Regions from separate parts of the Mus musculus genome. Here region 1 is linked to region 2. A link is a contact called in public HiChIP or PLAC-seq data. All regions are on one chromosome and are shown on one strand. The core of a region is the stretch at or near the end of the contact, and the rest is flanking DNA. Distances in the headings are between cores, read along the strand shown.

Region 1 (4,707 bases), core at 971-3,470, 370 kb before region 2:
GACCAGGCTAGTCTTGAACTTAGAGCCTCCTCTGCCTCCCAAGGTCTAGGATTAAATGTGTGTACCACCATTGCCTGGCTAAGCACCCTATTCTTTTTGTCTAGAATAGTCTCATTCTTCTACTTTGTCTGCTGATTGCTACATCCTGGTCCATTACCAGCTTAACTGCCCCCCTACTGTAACTCCCCAAGTCTTTCTTTTCAAAACTGTTTACTTGTTGATTTATTTAGGGAGAGTTGCAATGACATACACATGTAGAGATCAGAGGACAACTTTCAGAAGCCGGTTCTCTCCTCACACTGTGTATGTCTTGAGATGAAACTCAGGTGATTAGCTTGGTGGCAATTGACATTACCTGTTGAGCCACCTTTCTTTCTTTCACCATGTTGTGCATTAAGGTATGACTAGCAGAGGCCAGACCTCCTTCTCTGTGTTCCCCTGGATCTCTATACTGTGGAAATTTCCAGTACTGGAGTTTGATCATATTCAGAACCTGACTCAGTGCTTGACAGACAGCAGGAATCAGGGAGATGATTTGCTTTGGTCATGTTTCCTGAAGCCTCATCACTTGTTGAGTTCTTTTTTCAGTGTTGGCAATGCATTAGTAGGGAGGAGGCATTAGACCAGACATCACCTGAGCAGAGTTTCCAGTTTATGGGAATTGCAACAGACAACTACAAATAACATCAGTGCACCCAGTGACCTTCAACATCGATGAGTTTTCACGTGACCATCTGGGTTCTTCCAGGTACAGCAGGGTTTGCAGTTGCATTGTTAGGCAAGCTCAACAGGCCTGGAAATGAGGGTAACATTTGTCTGCTTAGAAAAGAGGGAAGTAGGGCAACTGTTAGTGGCACTCTGGTTAATGGAATTGATGCTGAGATTTTTCCATAACACCGTCCCTTAGGAAGCACACATTGCAGACTGCTTGCTAATTCTTATTGTCATAGCGTGGCTCCTTAATTCACAGGGCTAATTTGCCTTTAGCATTTGTCTTACCTGAAAGCACCACAATGTGATTGCTAAAACACTCCGGTTAAAAGGACCGAGACAAATCATGACAGCAGATGGTGGTTTGTGTACCCCAAACTGTGATCAGGATTAGAATCACACCAAACAGCCTACCGACGTTCCCAGGCGTGACTGGACATCTCAAGCAACTCTTTTTCTATAACCTCCTCTCACACAAATCGGAAGGCTCTGGAACACGACAGGCTTGTCTGTTTTTCATGACTGTTAATGAGAACTCAGAATTGAGAGCTAGCCAGGAGCTCTTTGCAGTTCTTTCCTGGTCTCCATGGTGTCTCCCATTTGATCCGATCCCCTCCTGGCATGATGAAGAGCGTTGGCAGCAGTTCCAGTCTAATGTTCCTGTTAAGGCTTTCCCAAAAATACAACACTCCGTCCTCTGGCATCCTCTGCCCTCCTTTTCACTGCATAATCGGGGTTTCTTTGCTGTAGACACCGTTTCTTTGGACACAAGAGGTCTTAAAAAACTATGTGTTATAGTGAAAGTAATGGAGAATAAAGTTAAATATTGTAATAATTCATGAGATTTACATGCATCTGGGTTCTTCCAGGCACATCTGGGTTTTCAGTTGCATTGTTAGGCAAGCTGAGCAGGACTGAAAGAACAAAGCTGGAGATGTGACTTCAATAGTTGGAGGGTGCTACCATCTTTAAGCCATGGCAGGAGTTGTACTCAGATCCTTCGCCTAGCCAGTCTGTGAAGACCATTGCCATCCCCACTGTGAGCAGAAAAGAGAGAGAGAGTCAGACACCATGAAAGTTGCTCAAGATTAAAGAATGGAACAGAGACCGAGATATGGTTCCAGATGACACTTTTATTAATTCTAGACTATTTCAGAATATACAATGCCTTGATTGTGGGTGACATTTGTATTCATCTGCCATGCTGGCTAATAGACCTCTTTACCAAAGCCTTGACTTTAGTCTTTGTCCTTCCATGTCTGTTCTACAATTTTGCTTCTTAACAGTTACTGGGCAGTGTGACAGGTCACCCTATTTGTTGTCATCTTCTGTGTCTCTTTCTGGGTTCATCTGGAGGACAGACTGCATGAGAGAACTCAGGCAGAGGATCCAGCTCCTCCATCATTCACTTTACAGGCGTCTTGTCTGAGAAGAATAGTACAGTGCAGATGTGTGACTTAACACACTAAGAGGATGTGCTGCCAAGAACTCATCATTAAAATGGAATTCCAGCTATCAAGAAAATCCTGGACAAATGACCACAAAATATTTCCACTATGGGCATTTCTGGAACACTAATTATACATGACAAAGGCTGACCAGGGCCAAGCAGTCTACAAACATCTCGTTTCATTCCTGTAAGACTTATAGATCTAGATTTTATTTTCCTGTTTTATGAATTTAAAAAAGAAAGAAGTGGCTTTAAAGAGGATCATCAATTTACCTGAAGGTCTCAGGCCAGAAGTATCAGCACCAGATTTAGAGATAGGTCTATGTATTTATAAAAATGTATTGTTATTATCTTTTCAAAATTATAATTCCATACCTATGGAGTATTTTATAAAATAGACATATTCTGTATGGAGCAATTGATAAAATTGCCTTACCCATCCTCTTAAATATTTATCATTTATTTCTTCTTTTGCAAACAATATTCCCCCACCTCAGCCTTTGCAACAACATTCTATTGGGTGTTTCTCCAAGTTCAACTGGATCAGATTCCAGAAATAAGTCAGACTCATTTTTTGTTCTTTCTCCCTGACTTCTTTCACTTAGAGTCACCTAAGTTTATGAATATTATTGCAAATGACAGGATTTCATTCTTTTTAAAGGCTGAATCATTTTCCCTTGTATAACCACAGCACTATCCGTGGGTTTGCTCTGACAGCACTCATGTGGAATCCAATGGGCTCATGTTCTTTCTGCCTCATGTTTCACTAGTGTCAGAGCAGCATGAGAGGCACACGCCACGTGTGTACATGAATGTTATCTGTTATGTGTTATATTCACAGAAAACAAAACTGATCATTCAAAACTCTGCTAGAGGCCAGGCAAGGGGCTGAGGAATATGATACTCTCAGCTTCGTCATCTTATTCCTCAGTATTTTATTTAAGGAACTCATCCCTGTTCACCCCTACAATTTAGGGAGAAAATTTCATATCTACATTCTTTATGGAAGTTGTCTTTTTCCATAATATTTTTATTGAGAATTTCACATTACGAACCCAGATTAAACTTGTGTTCTAGTCCTCCTAAGCCTGCCCCTGCCTTTGTGATCCCCCATAAAAAAGAAAGAAGGAGGAGGGAGAAGAAGAGAAGAAGGAGGAGGGGGAGAGGAAAACAAGTCCAGATGGTGTTGCCCATCTATTCACAGAAGCATAGCCAATTTCCCAGTGGCCAGCCCCTTTAAAACAAAACAACCTGAGTCTGTCCTAGCTGCAGCCCCATCAGAAACCATCAGTTCTGGAGAGCTATACTTCAGCATCCTTATCACAATTTTTAAGAGTTCTCTTTGATGACTTTCTGTCTAGACTGTTACTGTTTTTGAGTAGTGGGATAGCATGGAGGTTGGAATTGTCACATGTCCCTTCTATGCCCCTCTTTCTCAACTATGAGTCTCTAGTCATCAATGCCATGTCAAAAAGGACTCCCTTGCCCTTTAGGAACAGGGACCGTGGACTTCCACATGGTTTCCTGTAGCAGCATAAGACATGAACCTCAGCATGGTCTCCAATGGCAGAACAGACCATAGACAGGCCATGGACACCACCATAGCCCTCAGTTGCCACAAAGGCCAAAGACATCCACATGCCCCACCAGCAGTAGTATGACCCACAGACATCAATATGGCTTCAGGTAGCAACACTTGGCCCCAGCCTATTAAAGGACCCTGGATATTGATGTAAACCTCAGGCTTCCATATGGCCTGGGGCAGCAGGCCACAGATACTTAAGTGGCCTCCTGGGGCAGCATGGATCATAGGGGTCCAATTCAGAAAAGGAACCTTTCTTTATCTCCGATGTCTTGTTATTGCCCAGAACTAGGGAGATCAGGGCAGTGTGTTTAAGGGCGGAGTCTGCACAAGCTCCAGGCTGTAAAGCACTCTATCAGCCCTGCTCAGCAACAACACATTCCTGGCATGCATTGCACCTCTCTCACACCTGTCACTGTGCTGAGTCTCCATCACCTCTCCCCTTCAGGCACTCTCCACTCTATTCCTCTACTGTTCCCACCTATCCATCACATATTAGTTTGATGTCATGGCATTGGACAGTGCAATGTGACACATAGGTTTGTTTGTTTGTGTTTTGGTTTGGTTTCCCAATGAGCTTTAAATGCACATATTTTTTGCAACTAGTCGTTGGTCTGGTTCAAGGTTTCTGGTTTCTGAAGCACCACGAATCCAGAACCATTGCTGAAACTCATCTCAGATATCCTGCTGTTGCCTAGAGTCAGGGAGATGGCTAGGTAAGGCATTGTGGGGGTGGGGGGAGGTAGCAAATTCTGTTCAATATCCTGGCTGCCAGGAAGCTTGCAAAGCTTGACCTTTGTACTTATAGGCTCTCAGAAGTGTGGTTGGCTTGAGCTGTCTCTCAGCAGGTCAATCAGCACAGATTGCCTTCACAGTGTTCTATGCTGTTCTATTGGTGCCAGCCAATGGTTCTAGGGCTGGCCCTATTCAGTAACAACTTGTTCTTCCAGAGGTTGGGGCCACT
Region 2 (4,711 bases), core at 822-3,321:
CTGCCTCCCAGGTGCTGGGATTAAATGCCACCACCACCCGGAGAGGCAGGGTCTCACTAAGAGTGCTTGTTGCTCTTCTAGAGGACTGAGTCTGGTGCCTCAAACTTCCTGTAACTTCAGCTCCAGAGGCTCTGAGACGGCTCCCAGCCTCCACTGGCACCCACACAGATGACCTGTGGACGCACATGCACACACGCACTCACACACATATAAATCATTTTTAAGTACACTAAATATTCAGTATAGATGACATTTGTTGTAGAATGTAAACTGGGGTGGAGAGGAATCATGCAAGATGGGAGAAGGGTTGGGCCAGTGGCCGGATGTGGGAGCTGATGAGTCGGCAATGAGGGGCTTGCCTTCCTACAGTTGCCTCTCTCATTTCCACAGTGGGGTGAAGATGGAACGAGCACAGGCTATATCCGCATGCCCGTGGCTCCTGACAGTCACACAGCCTCCTTTCTATGGGAAAGAGTCAACTGAGTCATGGCTTACCACGCCAAAAGCAGGAATGTTCTTTTCATATAAATTCTGAGTTTTTATCTCAAATGTAGGTAGCACTTACTTGATTTTAATTGTAATATGGTAATTTACAGATTTATCTGTCACAAACTAGAAAGACTTTGAGGAAAAAAAAGTCAATTGCTTTATATTTGATCCAATGATAACATGGCTGTTACTTCAGGGGGAAAAGCCTTGTATGTTTTGAGTACCGCCAGCACTTTCACTGGTTTAGAAGTTAAAACTACGGCCTCTTTGAAGAGGAATGTGGAGCTCAGGGTCTGATCCGCAGGCCAGCGTTTTCTACAGCAAGCTGGCAGGCGTCTTTCACAGCCTGTCCACATGCCTTCCCTGCCCCCCAGACATTCTTTCTTTCTTTTTGGTTACAGGCCAAGAAGGAAGAGAGAACCCCAGCATACTGACACGTGAACGAAACCCTCTTCTGGACAACCGTTTCTCCAAGGTAATTGTGGCCGTCATAGGAAGAAGGGAGGGAACACATGCCTTGCAGTTTCAGACGACAGTGGGAGCATGGAGAGTTGATGGTCTGTCTGCTGCAGACTAGGGCTGAGTGAAAGGGGGAGAGAGAAGAAAGGGAGGCTGGTGCTTCCGTCTGCAGCCTCACTAAAAGTATCAGCAGAAGAAGACCATCCCGCCCTGGGAGGTCATGGGACTGGGCAGCAAGTGTGTGGGAAAAGAGGGAGCGGGGAGAGTCCTAGTGTTTAGACTGAAAATTGCATTCATTCCTTTATGATGAAATAGTGGAGGGATTCTAACTAGAGGTCAAATAAAGTATCCATTCTGTATGTGTCATGCAGGTGATCCTGGACCAATGCTTTGTACCAACTAAGACTTAACAAATAAGAAAAGAATTTAAGAAATCTCTGCGTGGGGGGGGGGGTCCCTGAAAATGCACACCAAGTTAGCCTTTCAGTGGTTCATACAAAATGCTTTATAAATGTCTCATTTTAGAAGATAATGTCCTTAATACCACTTCTAAAGAGGAGCTGAGGGGGAGACACAGGCAGACCTCAGATCCTAGTGGAGTGGGCCACCCTCACCTTGCACATCCACAGGAATAGCTCCAGGCTCTCCCTTTGTGAATCATATTCTTAGTAGGCACCAAGGCTTACAGGCAGCAGTAGAGCCCATTGTCAGCTTCAGCACTCGTGACTCGCCTCCTAGGCCCTGAACACAAACTGCTCTATCATTTCTATGAAATTCCTCTTTTGCTGTTTAGTTTTTAGCATAGGGCTATTTTCACTAGGCTGAGATTTTTATCTGATAAAGCGCTTCCTTTTTCCTTACAAAGTGTCTGTGTACTCACATCCGCAGGGATGAAACAATACACAACTAGATTTGAAATCTTCTTGTCTGCTTTCTCTGATTAGAAGATCATATATGGCTGGCATTATTCCACCCTTGGTGTTGTGGAAAGCAGTTTCAGATGGAAGGGGAGAGCCAGCTTCTGGCCTCCCCCTCCCTGGCAGTTCTCAGAAGGGTTGGGGGAAGTGTAGGCTGTAAGTTGGAAGAGAATTTTGTGATACTATTCATTCTCGGCTCTGACAGAGAGGACATTGTTTGCTCACTGTAATAGTCTTGGCAGGGATCTCTGCTGTGCATACAGAATGCGAGCAGAGCAGTGGGAACCGCTGAATTCTAAGAAACACATCAGCTTGGGGATTTTTTTTAAATACATTTTAATAGCTTCTCATTACCAAGATGCAAGTTATAATTTAGGAAAACATTTTCCTTGGTTCCTTTCTTCACACTGCATTATGCATGTATTACATAAAAGGTCCTTATGAGAGTAGGGTGCCCATCTAAGCTGTGGCATCAAGCATTTCAATCCTAGAAATTCAGAAAGACATCCTGCGCGCTGCAGACAGCCTCGAGGCTTGCTCCTTGTACATCAGCACTCCTATCAGTGCCAGCAGTGTTAGCTTGGAGCTCCTGGGAACAATTATGTGCAGACAGTAATCAGTGTATGGCAGGGACACGGTGAGAGTACCACCCGCGGTGTGACACACAGAGAACGTGCATAACTTTTAAAGACCCCAACTTCAGAAGGAGTTTCTGCAATCTGGATTGTGTGAAAGGAGGACAGGAGCTAGAGCTCAGCGGCAGCAATGTGCCTGGTGTGCTGAGAGTCTGCATTGCATCCTGACTATTACAAACCACGGTAATAATGATGGTGATGGGTGAGCATAGGCAGGACATAGAGGAGTACATTGATATGACAGTGTTTGGGACTGAATAACAGATACCAATAAAAATAACTAAGCTCTTCAACCTTCTCCACCTCCTTTTTTTATTCCAATGGATGCATTTTAGATAACCTGTTTTTAATATAAAATTTTTATATAAATATACAGGATTGCTGAGGGTGTGGGGTAGAATATGGCATTGTATGGAGGCATACGAGAGACGCAGGGCCAGCCACTCCTGCCTGTGTCTGGCGGTCTGTGGAGGTGTTGCTTGTGTGGCAAGGATACCTTCAGAGGACCTGCTGGCCTATCATTGTTTCTCTTGAGGCTCCTAGAACCACTGAGACTCCAGGCCTGAGCAGTGTCACTGTCCTTGGCTCCTGGCTTTTCACACCTGTGAGCACAGCTCATCATAAAAGGGACAGGGATAGGAAGGAGCTCACAGGCAGCTAGATCCTTTTAGCTGCAGCTGACCTGAAGGGAAGAGAAGAAGGGTGTTGTGTGAACATTGGGGCAAGGCATCCTTACCCACTGTGAAGAGAAATGGTTATGACAGAAACCACCCCAAAGGCTGCATGGTGTTTTCTTGTTTGACAGATAATTTATGGCTCCTGGGAAGGGCGGGATAATCTGCATAGCTACCCTGGTGTGATGGTGAGGATGCCCATTTAACTGGGGATTCAGCAGTTCAGAGTCCATAAGGACCTGAGAGGCAAGAGCAGAGTCAGCGCTGGCGTCCAGCAGCTGTGGGATCTGGCTTAGTGTGTGTGTAACTGACCATCATCGGGGCCCCTGGACCGGACCAGAGCCCGCTGAGCGGGATCTGTGAACAACCTGTAAACAGTCACCTCCACGGAGGCGTACACCGTATGGTCCATCATCGTGTTTGGAAGCATGGCCTTTGTCTGATTGTGCTTACGTCTGTAGAAAAATAATTTATAGTCTTCTTCTGTCTACAGTGGGCACATGATCATTAAAAAACAAAATTCCAACATTTCCGTCACGACCCTCATGGTACACTGTACCACAGGTGACTGCACAGGATTCCCAACAGGCCCAGTGCCCTCACTGGGAGACTGGGCTCCTTACTACATTGTGACTTACCACCTTCAAGAGCACCGCAGCTGACACTGATGTGTCAGCCGATAACATGTGGCCATTTCCGTTCCTCACCTGATTCCTGGGGTCTCATCTTAACCCAGACCCTCCCAAGGTGTGTTCAAAGGAGTCTTTTTTTTCTCCTTAAAATGTTTTATTATTTGAATTTTCTATTGTATATTAAATATCCTAATCATATTAAGTATTTTAAGAATTGAATAATGCATCAAGATATTTCATTCAACTTTTCATATTCTTTAGTACCCTAAAAATATCGTTAAATCATATTGAATAATGCCCATACTCTGGATCCTACTTCTAATGCTTGATACTAAATTATGTTTCAGAACATTTAAAATAACCTTTGGAAATTAAACATAGTAGAAGAACATAAAATGTTAGAGAATCATTAAGTAATATATTAAAAACCATTATACAATACCACCTAACATAGAGTGAGAGTATTCAAAATGTGTTATATGTCTGTATAAATTGTCTAATAGCTTACTTTAAAAGATTATCCATGTTTCTATGAGAGAATTTATGTAATCAGTAAGAAAATTTTAAAAATATCAAAATAGGAAAAACCCTTTGAAATCAAATATTACAAAAATGTTCATTTTGTTATTATTAATGTCCAGCCTTAGTAAAAAGAGCAAACATGGGCTGGTCAGTGGTCACCAGAACAAATTTAGCACAGGACTGCCCTGTGTGACCTCTGCGAGAGGATGCCCATAACCCTGTAGAGACTTGATAGTCCAGAGAGGAGGGATGCCGGGGGCGGGAAGGAGGTGTAGAGTCTGTAGAGATGCGGGTGGGGATGAGACAGTGAGAGTATGGGAGAGCACACTCTCAGAGGACAAATAGGGGGGGTATGCGGTGAGGGACTCTGGGGTGGGGGACCA

Evidence for each region. HiChIP or PLAC-seq counts read pairs in DNA pulled down with a chosen protein or histone mark.
Region 1: a CTCF HiChIP or PLAC-seq map of the NIH/3T3 cell line shows a contact between it and region 2, with 5 read pairs. The contact joins two enhancer-like sites.

Annotation. Positions count from the first base shown.
Region 1 is chr3:10,123,689-10,128,395 of GRCm38.p6, reverse strand. No RefSeq gene overlaps it. Among named protein-coding and RNA genes, the nearest start is that of Pmp2, 58 kb to the left of the region's middle. Within about 2 kb of position 2,220, at least 79 of the 459 cell types and tissues checked have an H3K27ac peak or open chromatin away from gene starts, as enhancers often do. A contact at or near this core is called in the NIH/3T3 cell line, where this site is marked.
Region 2 is chr3:9,748,666-9,753,376 of GRCm38.p6, reverse strand. It overlaps Pag1 (phosphoprotein associated with glycosphingolipid microdomains 1), which reads left to right. Exons shown (of 9, transcript NM_001195031.1): 3 at 891-964. Among named protein-coding and RNA genes, the nearest start is that of Pag1, 83 kb to the left of the region's middle. Within about 2 kb of position 2,071, at least 156 of the 459 cell types and tissues checked have an H3K27ac peak or open chromatin away from gene starts, as enhancers often do. A contact at or near this core is called in the NIH/3T3 cell line, where this site is marked.